2 separate regions of the Danio rerio genome follow, and region 1 is linked to region 2. The links are chromatin contacts, called in public HiChIP or PLAC-seq maps. All regions are on one chromosome and are shown on one strand. The core of a region is the stretch at or near the end of the contact, and the rest is flanking DNA. Distances in the headings are between cores, read along the strand shown. Region 1 holds the start of zdhhc23b (zDHHC palmitoyltransferase 23b). Region 2 holds the start of kpna1 (karyopherin alpha 1 (importin alpha 5)).

The links. HiChIP or PLAC-seq counts read pairs in DNA pulled down with a chosen protein or histone mark.
Region 1: an H3K4me3 HiChIP or PLAC-seq map of embryo shows a contact between it and region 2, with 2.2 times the contacts expected there. The contact joins the promoter of zdhhc23b here to the promoter of kpna1 in region 2. A contact is called at or near these places in 1 of 18 Hi-C or Micro-C datasets (caudal fin) and 1 of 4 datasets of contacts at active chromatin or transcription factors (embryo).

What each region holds. Positions count from the first base shown.
Region 1 is chr24:25,009,342-25,014,196 of GRCz12tu, forward strand. It overlaps zdhhc23b (zDHHC palmitoyltransferase 23b), which reads right to left and starts at 2,531. Exons shown (of 5, transcript NM_001003757.2): 1 at 2,263-2,531; 2 at 1,430-1,603. The coding sequence starts at 1,566. It overlaps gramd1c (GRAM domain containing 1c), which reads right to left. Exons shown (of 18, transcript XM_073940662.1): 18 at 3,902-4,855.
Region 2 is chr24:24,833,892-24,838,814 of GRCz12tu, forward strand. It overlaps kpna1 (karyopherin alpha 1 (importin alpha 5)), which reads right to left and starts at 3,048. Exons shown (of 14, transcript XM_696267.10): 1 at 2,714-3,048; 2 at 122-258. The coding sequence starts at 2,876.

The DNA.
Region 1 (4,855 bases), core at 1,281-3,780, 170 kb after region 2:
AGTTCTTCATTTAAAGCAGCGGTCTCGAACTCAATTCCCGGAGGGCCGCAACTCTGCTTAGTTTAGCTCCAACCACCTCAAGATCACACCTGCTTAATGGTCTCTAGTAGTCCTGAACACCTTGATTAGTTGAATCAGCCGTGTTTAATTAGGGTTGGAGCAAAACTGCAGAGCTGCGGCCCTCCAGGAATCCAGTTTGAGACCCACTGTTTAAGGGGATGGTTCACTGAATACTAAAGATTATGTCATCATTTGTTCACTTTCACATCACACAAACCTGTAAGAAATCTCTTCTGAACACTAATGAAGTCCCTTCTGTCCATCTATTAAAAATCTACTTCCATTTATTTTTCTAACCCAAAATTATGACACTCTGAAATTAGTGCCGTCAAAAAAGTTTGATTAATCACATCACAAATACTACTTTTTAAAAAAATATGTGTGTACTGTGCATATTTATTATGTTTGTGTGTGTGTACACAATATATGCATGCATGCATATTGTTTGCATATACACTCACCGGCCACTTTATTAGGTACACCTGTCCAACTGCTTGTTAACGCAAATTTCTAACTAGCCAATCACATGGCAGCAAATCGATGCATTTAGGCATGTAGACATGGTCAAGGCGATCTGCTGCAGTTTAAACCGAGCATCAGTATGGGGAAGAAAGGTGATTTAAGTGACTTTGAACGTGGCATGGTTGTTGGGGACAGATAGGCTAGTCTGAGTATTTCATAAACTGCTGATCTACTGAGATTTTCATGCACAACCATCTCTAGGGTTTACAGAGAATGGTACAGAGAATCTTGAGGCTGATGGGCTACAGCAGCAGAAGACCACACCTGGTGTCCCTCTTGTCAGCTAAGAACAGGAAACTGATGTTCCAATTCACACAGGTTCGCCAAAATTGGACAATAGAAGATTGGAAAAACGTTGCCTGGTCTGATGAGTCTTGATTTCTGCAGTGACATTCGGATGGTAGGGTCAGAATTTGGCGTCAACATGGATCCATCCTGCCTTGTATCAACGGTTCGGGCTGGTGGTGGTGTAATGATGTGGTGGATATTTTCTTGGCACACTTTGGGTCCGTTTGTTAGTTGCCATTGCTTTTGTAATCTGTGGTTTTGTTTTGATTTATTTTATTGTTATTACACTTGTCAAACTAAATCAGTCAGAAAATAAATACAAATAAATAAACATAAAATGTTCTAACGGCAAATTAAACAAGTAGGTTTTAAAAAGATATTCAAAACCGGTAATTGAAGAGGCTTGTCTAATATACAAAGGCAGCACATTCCACTATTTAGGTGCAGCCATGAAAGTGATATGGATTTTGAACGACATGTGAGCAAATGATGACCATTTGCCATTTTATTTCATGTAAATATAAATACTTTAACCCACAGTTAGATTTTTTTCACTCACCTGTCACAAGCCTCATCCAAATCCTCACAGTCACAGCAACATGCCACCATGTGACTGCGACTGCCATGACGGTCAATGTACTCACAACAGCACAGAAGTTCATCCGGATCTGCTGCTCGACTAGATCTCTTCTTCATGATGGACATCAACTCATAAAACAAAGAGACCGCATTCCTGTAAGAGAAACAAGTTTACAGTTCAGATGCATGTCTCAGTATATTAGTACTGTATGGCAGAGACCGACTAATGGGCAGACAGACACTGTATATTCTGTGGTCATTAATCTGGCAAATCCTAAAATGATATGAATTAATCATCTTTATAGGAAATTTCCTAATACAATATTCTCTTCGAATTAAAGACTGGAGTCTTGTCTAATGTAAAGTAATAAGATTATGATAAAGACATTTTTTAATTAAGTTTTAAAAAAATAATGAGTGCAATTAACATAAAAAATTTCAAAACTTGTTGACAGCACTAACATTTTAAATAATAAACGAAGAATAATATGTAATTAAACAAAAACTAAGACTACAGAAAGGTAAAACTACAGAAAGCAATATAAAAGTAGGGAAACGCTAGATTAAAGAACTGACGTTACAAAGAGAAAGAAATCCTTCTGGCTGTAAACTTAAATAGGACGTAAGTTACGCTTTTTAACACGTTTGTACCAGGTTTGTACCTACAAACTACTCATCAGATAGAAGGCAGGAAAGTGAAAAAAGACAGACTGACCATCCAGAACACGTCAGATAACAGAAGAAGTACGATAATAGGCAAATGGACTGATTGGGAAATTCTCGTAAGGCTGAGAGCATAGATCTTGTACTTACAGCACTCACAACACATTCATATTGCAGGAGATGAACTTCCTTTCTAGTACTGTAAACATGCTCGCCAGCTGCCTCAGGTTGGATTTCGGAACCTTCTAGTCTTTTAGCCTTCTTCCCCATAGGAACTTAATCATTCATTTCACAGAATCGAAGAGTGGCTGAAAAAAACTATAGCAAGTAAACTAGTCCAAATGTATGAAGTTTACTTCGAAAAGCACCAGGAAGTAGCGTGACATAAACACAGCAGCAGCAGTACGCCGCTGTGTGTCTGAATTGTCGAATGGAAACGCGCTTTGTCCTGGTCTTCCTGACGTCAGTGAAAACTAACCATTTCATTACCTCTCGTTGTAACAAGTGGGGGTTTTTCCATTCATTCATTCATTCATTCATTCATGCATGCATGCATACATTCATATAGGTTTTACTGAATGACGAATTTTTTTTTTGTTTTAGGTTGTTTTTACACAGTCTGAGGCTACAGAGTGTCTACACGTACGTTTTAATACGTTTAACAATTAGTATAAAATATACATGCATGCTTAATTAATGTTCAATCTAAAACCCTGCATAAGCTATACTTATCTAAGGAGAAACTGCAGACGTTTCCTCAGATATCTCCACTCTGTATTAGGTGTAAAACAACAAAAGGGTCCCTAACCCACTTAATACGGTCGTGTCCTAAATTACAAGAATTTGTAATTGAAAATATATTTGATGTGTTTTTCTAAAGTTTTTTAAACCATGTCCACTTCTAGCTGTTGTTGCGATATTTAGTAACTTAGAGATGTTTAATAAATATAAAGACAAGCCATGTTATTTGGTATGGTAATTGCCAAAAGGATGATTTTGAGGTGGAAAACTGAATCTGTACCTAAATTTGGTATGTGTAGTAGAGATCATAAACATACTTTCTTTGAAGAGGTTTTCATAAATAAATAATGATATATTGGATTTATTATTATTACATTTCTCTGTTTACTGGAAAAACAGTTTTACCTACCAAGTTCTCTGTATGATCAGAAAAATAAGCTTTTTTTTTAGGAGGATGATTGCTATTTAATTTAAAGAGTACAGTAAGTCCTGATGTGCAGTGCAGTAGTTCAACGTGCATGCTCAGTCCTCAGTGAATGCGACAGCACATCACTTATAGGTTCTGTCAAGGAAATAAAATAAACAGCATTTTGACAATAAAATGACAAAAAAAAAAAAAAAAAAAATTCGACCTAAAATACAAAAAAATTGTTTTCAGATGCGTTCTTATTCATTTTTAGACAGCACAATACCACGGTTTTAACTTCAGGAGAGTAATCCTGATTTTAAATAGCAAAATTAAAATATTCGTTTTGACCACTTTTCATTTTCTCAATAGTTTATTTGAAATTTGGAAGAAATGTCATGAGACCTACATTATAAAGTAAAGCCTAATAAACCAAGACAAACAGAGAAGTGCTCTCATTTCTTCCATAGCTGTGTATACAGTAGTCAACATTAAAACAGGATCACAACCTTTCATCAAAGTTGTCCTTAACATATCGAATAACCCTATGGAAGTCCATTCTGGTCTCACGACAATTTTAATAAACCTTTTTGATCAAATGTTGGCTACTGTAAATTAAAAATGATCACAACTTAAACATTGTAATGTGATGAGATTTTTATTTATAAATAGTTTCAGAAGAAATTTTTTAAAAATTCTGATGAAAACGGGCCAATAATCCAAAACAAAAAGCATATATAAATGCTTGAAAATTACACATCGTCTTTTAATAAATTAACGTTTACTTTGTCCATTGTACAGAATTCACAAGTTTATTTCACAGTAGTTACAATATAGTATCTAAAAGCTCAACAACCAAAAGGTGTAAACCATTTCTAGGTACATAAAGCATCACCACTCCATTTACATTAAACCTCCAGTTCTTTATCTTCTCCACATAAAGCTGTACCTTTACACAATATTAAAAACCGGATGTGTATCCAAAAATCTACAAATATACAAATTTCACAATCATTTGTCAGTGTTGATCCCTGCTTTAATAAATTCTTAGATGTATCTTAAGACAACAACGGTCTAAATCAAGAAAAAAAAGACCACAAGAGCAAATGTTAGGCAGACCTTTAACATGAACCAAAGGCAACGGGCCTGCATTGCCAGCTCAATCATCAGATACCCTTTGCAGCCACACCAAACCCCTTAAGTCCAAGACTTTTTTTGGTTTCTTTTGTTTTATCTGGCTTGGTTGTAGTTCAGCATCCCAGAGATTATTGTGTTTCGCAACCTGCTACATCACTGTTGCTTTCACTGCAGCAACATCAACTGTGAAGAACGAGAAAAAGACAGCCACTCTTCTCCTTCAGCTTTAAGTTCACAAATTCTCTTTCATCTTCAGTCTTTAAATGTGAACATCTCCTCTGGGACGAAATCAAGCTTCAAAATAAAAAAACGTCCAACGGCAACAAACCTGGCCTAAGAGACGATGAACCAAGCTACGATTCTGCCCTGGGGTGGCAGTGCCCCTATGGCAACAGTCCTCAGAAGCGGGCAGGTCTTATGGGATGAATACCCTTGTGCTGTCGGGTCACCAAACTCAAA
Region 2 (4,923 bases), core at 1,798-4,297:
CTCAAAGTTCATTCCATCCTTCCTATAAATTTAAGGCTAGTTTAATAATATCTTTATTAGTAAAACCACAAGAGTCAAATAAAACAGAAAAACAAGTCACTCTTATCTCCACTTGACTTACTTGTTCATCTTTCTTTTGTTTTCGAAGTTGCAGGCCTTCTTCCTCCCTCCTCCTCCTCATCTCATCTGTGTTGAGCGATTTGTTTTTATAGCTTTTGAGACGTGCATTGTCCTTCCCTTGACTCATGATGTTGTCTGCTGTAAAGAGACGATCAAAGCAAGATGAGCACAATAGAAAAATCATCAAGACTTATTAAAATACTTGCTTGATCTCTGCTAGATCACAGACCTCTTGAAAAGATCATTTAATGTCACTTGTTTCCATAGGCAGTGGAGACACACATACACACAAATTTTTACATCCTGCATTAGTGACAAAACTAATCTGACAGCAACCTTACTGAAAGGTCCTGTTATGACATTTTAATATACCTTGTTAAATAACATTGAGAAAAGTAAACATTTTAAGAGAAACCTATCCAGAGATTAACTATTCACAATTAGGAACATAAGATGCATTTAGAAAATAAATACATTGAATTTTCTTTTAATTTCATTTCAAGTTTTTAGCTTTTTCTTCACATTACTTTTATATTATTCACAATTAAATATATATATATATATATATATATATATATATATATATATATATATATATATATATATATATATATATATGCACAATATTGGAAAAATCTAACAATGCAATATTTTTTTGATTTTGCCATATAAATGAAATTTTCCCAGATGACTTAATATCTTTATTTTTGTCAAGAATTTATAATGTTAGATCGATTGGGATGATTCTGTAGTGGGAGAGCATATAAACAGTTTCTGTATAAACAATTTCTGTATTTGCATGTGCTGTGTTGTGAGTATTAATGATGAATTAATTTTTACTATTTGCATCCCTATAAAATCAAATAAACAATCTTTACATTTTTAGGGTACCTACCCAGACACATTTTTGTTGTGGTCTGTGCTATTTGCAGTGCATTTCTGTATATGCACTTGTGAGTATTTTTATTCATAACAATCTATTAATACAATCAACAAACTTCAATAAAAATAATCGTAGTTAAGGTCACAAATTGTGCAATTTCTTATAGCTGAATGCTTTTGAAGACATTATACAATCACAGGCATAAACAAAACATGTGCAAATGATACATTTTAATACAAACTACAACAACATTGCATATCCTGCGATATGACTATTGCGAATGATCACATTGCAATATTGATCGAAACGATATATTGTGCAGCCCTAATACTAACATTATTCTATTTTAAATTATTACAATTGTCTTGCTGATAAATCTGTAAAAAAGAAAGAAAAAAGTTTGAAATGTAAATGAATTATTATTTTTTGCTTCACTGTAATCCTTAAATTGGGTTTTATTATGTCATTGAAAGATGCCCACAAAACCTTTTATTTCTAAATTTTATGCTAATATGGTGAAATCTGACAAACATACTTTATCAACAGAGTGATAAAATAAGACATTCAAAATCCCTTTTGCATATGCCAATAATATGAAACAAAAATTAACCAGTGCTCAAAATTGTATGTTTAAATTTAAGTACATCAGCCCATTTTGAGTTCGACAGGACCTTGCTTTAATATGAAACCTGAACATTTCAGACACCTAATGGATCATAAAACAATTAACAATATTGAGGAAGTATGGTGATATGTATTAATTATTATTCACTGGTTTAGCTATTTCTACCCTGTTCAACAGTGGTGCTTTGGCCCAATATCTTCAAACTATTTATGTTTCTTATTTATTAGTAGTAGTTGTGGCAATGTTTTCTATTTTAGGACTGCACTGTTATCCTTACATACAGTCTTCTAATACATCGTCAAAAGACTACTGCTTTAAATGTGTCTGACATGATTTCTGGCATGTAAACAGTTTGGTGTCTTCTTTAAATCATGGTAAAAATGTTTGTTAAGACTTTTTTTTTCTAAACTATATATATTTTTTCTATTTATAAATTTAGTCTATGATTTTATTTTGTTTGTTTATCAGACGGTTTTCAACATGTCAGGCAAATTTCTAAATGCTTTGACACTATTTTTGATAAAAATATTTCATAAAAGATAAGGATTAAACGCAAAGCTTGAGCTAAACAACCACCACGGACGATAACATTTATTATTTATTTATCTCTAGCCAGTGTACCTGTGACATTTAGTCTCAAACTACTAAAAACAATATAAAACAGAGGCTGCATGGATCTGTCAGTGTGTTTTGGGCAGTGGTGCTAGAGCCCGCAGTGAAGAGGATCGACCCATCAAACCATCCACACCTAAAAACAGCCGCCAAACGCACCAATCTCACCGATCATCGCATCACAGAAGCGGAAACGATCGATTCAAGTTAACAAAATGTCATTTTTGCTCCACACGAGCTAGTGATCATCGACTGAAGAGCAGGTTTGTTAGTAATATCGTCTTAACAGCGGACTCGCCTCCCCCTCCCAGATCTGCGCAGCAGCCTCTGTTAGCTTATCTGCTAACCCAGCCAACAAGGTTGTCCGACTAACGCCTTTTATCTGTGTTTTAACATTATAATCTTTTGAATTTGACATCATGTAGACGGAATAAAACCAGACAGACACAAGTTATCCACACTGGCGTACTGACCTGTCAAAACGGCCTCGTTTATCCCTGCGTCGTTTAAGCTGCAACCGTTCAGCCTCCGCCGGTATAGTGACACTGCACATGCGCATTGTGAGAGGACATCGTGTGCGAAGCGCATGTCTGCTTCTCGGTGTTGCCAGTTCTGTGTAACGAACAGTGTTGCCATCTCCGCGCTTTATAAGTAAACATTATAAGCTTATATACATATATTTAAAAACAAATACATAGCTTATAATAAATTATCTATGTAGATACCTTTTATATCACATAACTCATTTTGTAGCATTCATACAAATCATAAAGCATATGCCAAAATAATTGGCAGTTCATTTCGCTGTGGTGACTCCTGATAAATCTATTATTATTATTATTTTTATGATTATTAATAATAATAATAATTGCTTTCGCCTCACAGCAAGAAGGTTGCTGGGTCGCTGGTTCAAGCCTCAGCTTGGTCAGTTGGTGTTTCTGTGTGGAGTTTGCATGTTCTCCCTGCGTTTGCGTGGGTTTCCTCTAGGTGCTCCAGTTTCCTCCACAGTCCAAAGACATGCGGTACAGGTGAATTTGGTAGGTTAAGTTGTCCGCAGTGTATGAGTGTGTGTGTGTGTGAATGAGTGTGAGTATGTTTTTTTTTAAGCCAGAAAGAAAATGAATGGATAAATGAATGAAAATAATAATAATATTTTATTATTATTATTAAGTACATTTATTTATTCATATGAACGTCATTTTTATCTATTTATTTTGTATAGGCCAATCATATATAATTTAAATTGAATATCTACATCTCATCTTACTTATTTGTTTACTCAGTTGTTTTACACAGTGGATGGCTGTATGCCTTTCCAGCTGCAACTTAGCACTGAAAGTACAACACTCAATGCTGGGAAACAACCACAGACTCTCCCATTCACACACATTTAGCCAATTTAGTTGATTCAGTTTGCCTATAACTTCACCTACATCTTTGGACTGTGGGGGAAACCGGAGCACCTGGGGAAAACTCGAGCAAACACAGAAATAGCCACACAGAAATAGCAACTCAAACAAGCAACCTTCTTGTGGTGAGGCAACCATGCTAGCCTCAGCCAATGTGCCATGGCTGAATGAATTGTTATCATATACACATTCATTCGTTTTCTTTTCAGCTTAGTCTCTTTCTTAATCAGGGTCACCACAGCAGAATAAACTGCCAACTTACGCAGCAATATGCCAACACAGAAATGCCAACTGACCTCGAACCTTCTTGCTGTGAGGTGACATCGCTACCCACTGCGCCTCCATCATATACACATATGTATTTTTATTATTTGTATAAAGAAATATATGTGAACAGTAATTTATAAATACAGTAAATCCTTTTGTTCATGTATTATCATCATATCACTTTTCCTTTATTCTTACATAATCACTCCTTTTGTAAAATTATTTAACAATGTTGGTTTATTACTCTCTTTTTGTTTTTATTGAGTCACTTTGAATGTTGTTTTTGTATTTTTGTATAAGTGTTTTTGTAGGCATGTTTTTCCATCAAAATCTGGCAACATTTAATCTTTTCATCCGCACCATATGATGCTTTCAGTGTTTTTCTCCTTTTAAGTCTTACATAAAAAAGGTAATATACGAAGATAATATTATTTAAAAAAACTCATTTTACAAATGTGAAAATCTGAAACTGTCCCCACCTTTGAAATGTGGGCTAGAAAGCTTGGAAATATGTTACACTTAGGAGAACAGAGATTCACACTAAATGACAGATTGTCCAGTTGTAACAAGATTTGGGAACCATTCATAATATTTTTTTAGATAGACTGAACTGATATAGACTTTTACAAGACTGTTGTATGGTAATTTATTTGTTTATTTAATTTCATTATTTACTTTATAATTATCTTATAATTATTTTAGAATTTATCTTTTGGTAATCGCCTCACAGCAAAAAGGTCGCTGGTTCCAGCCCCAGCTAGGCCAGTTGGCTTTTCTGTGTGGAGTTTGCATGTTCTCCCCGTGTTCGCGCGGGTTTCCTCCTGGTGCTCCGCTGCCTAAAACATGTGCTGGAAAAGTTGGCGGTTCATTCTGTTGTGGGGACCCCTGATTAATATAGGGACTAAGCCAAAAAGAAAATGAATGAATGTATCTTTTGGTCTAATTGTCTATGTACACCTATTGCTTCAATTGTATTTATTTTTTTGTCCTAGCCAGTTCCATAATAT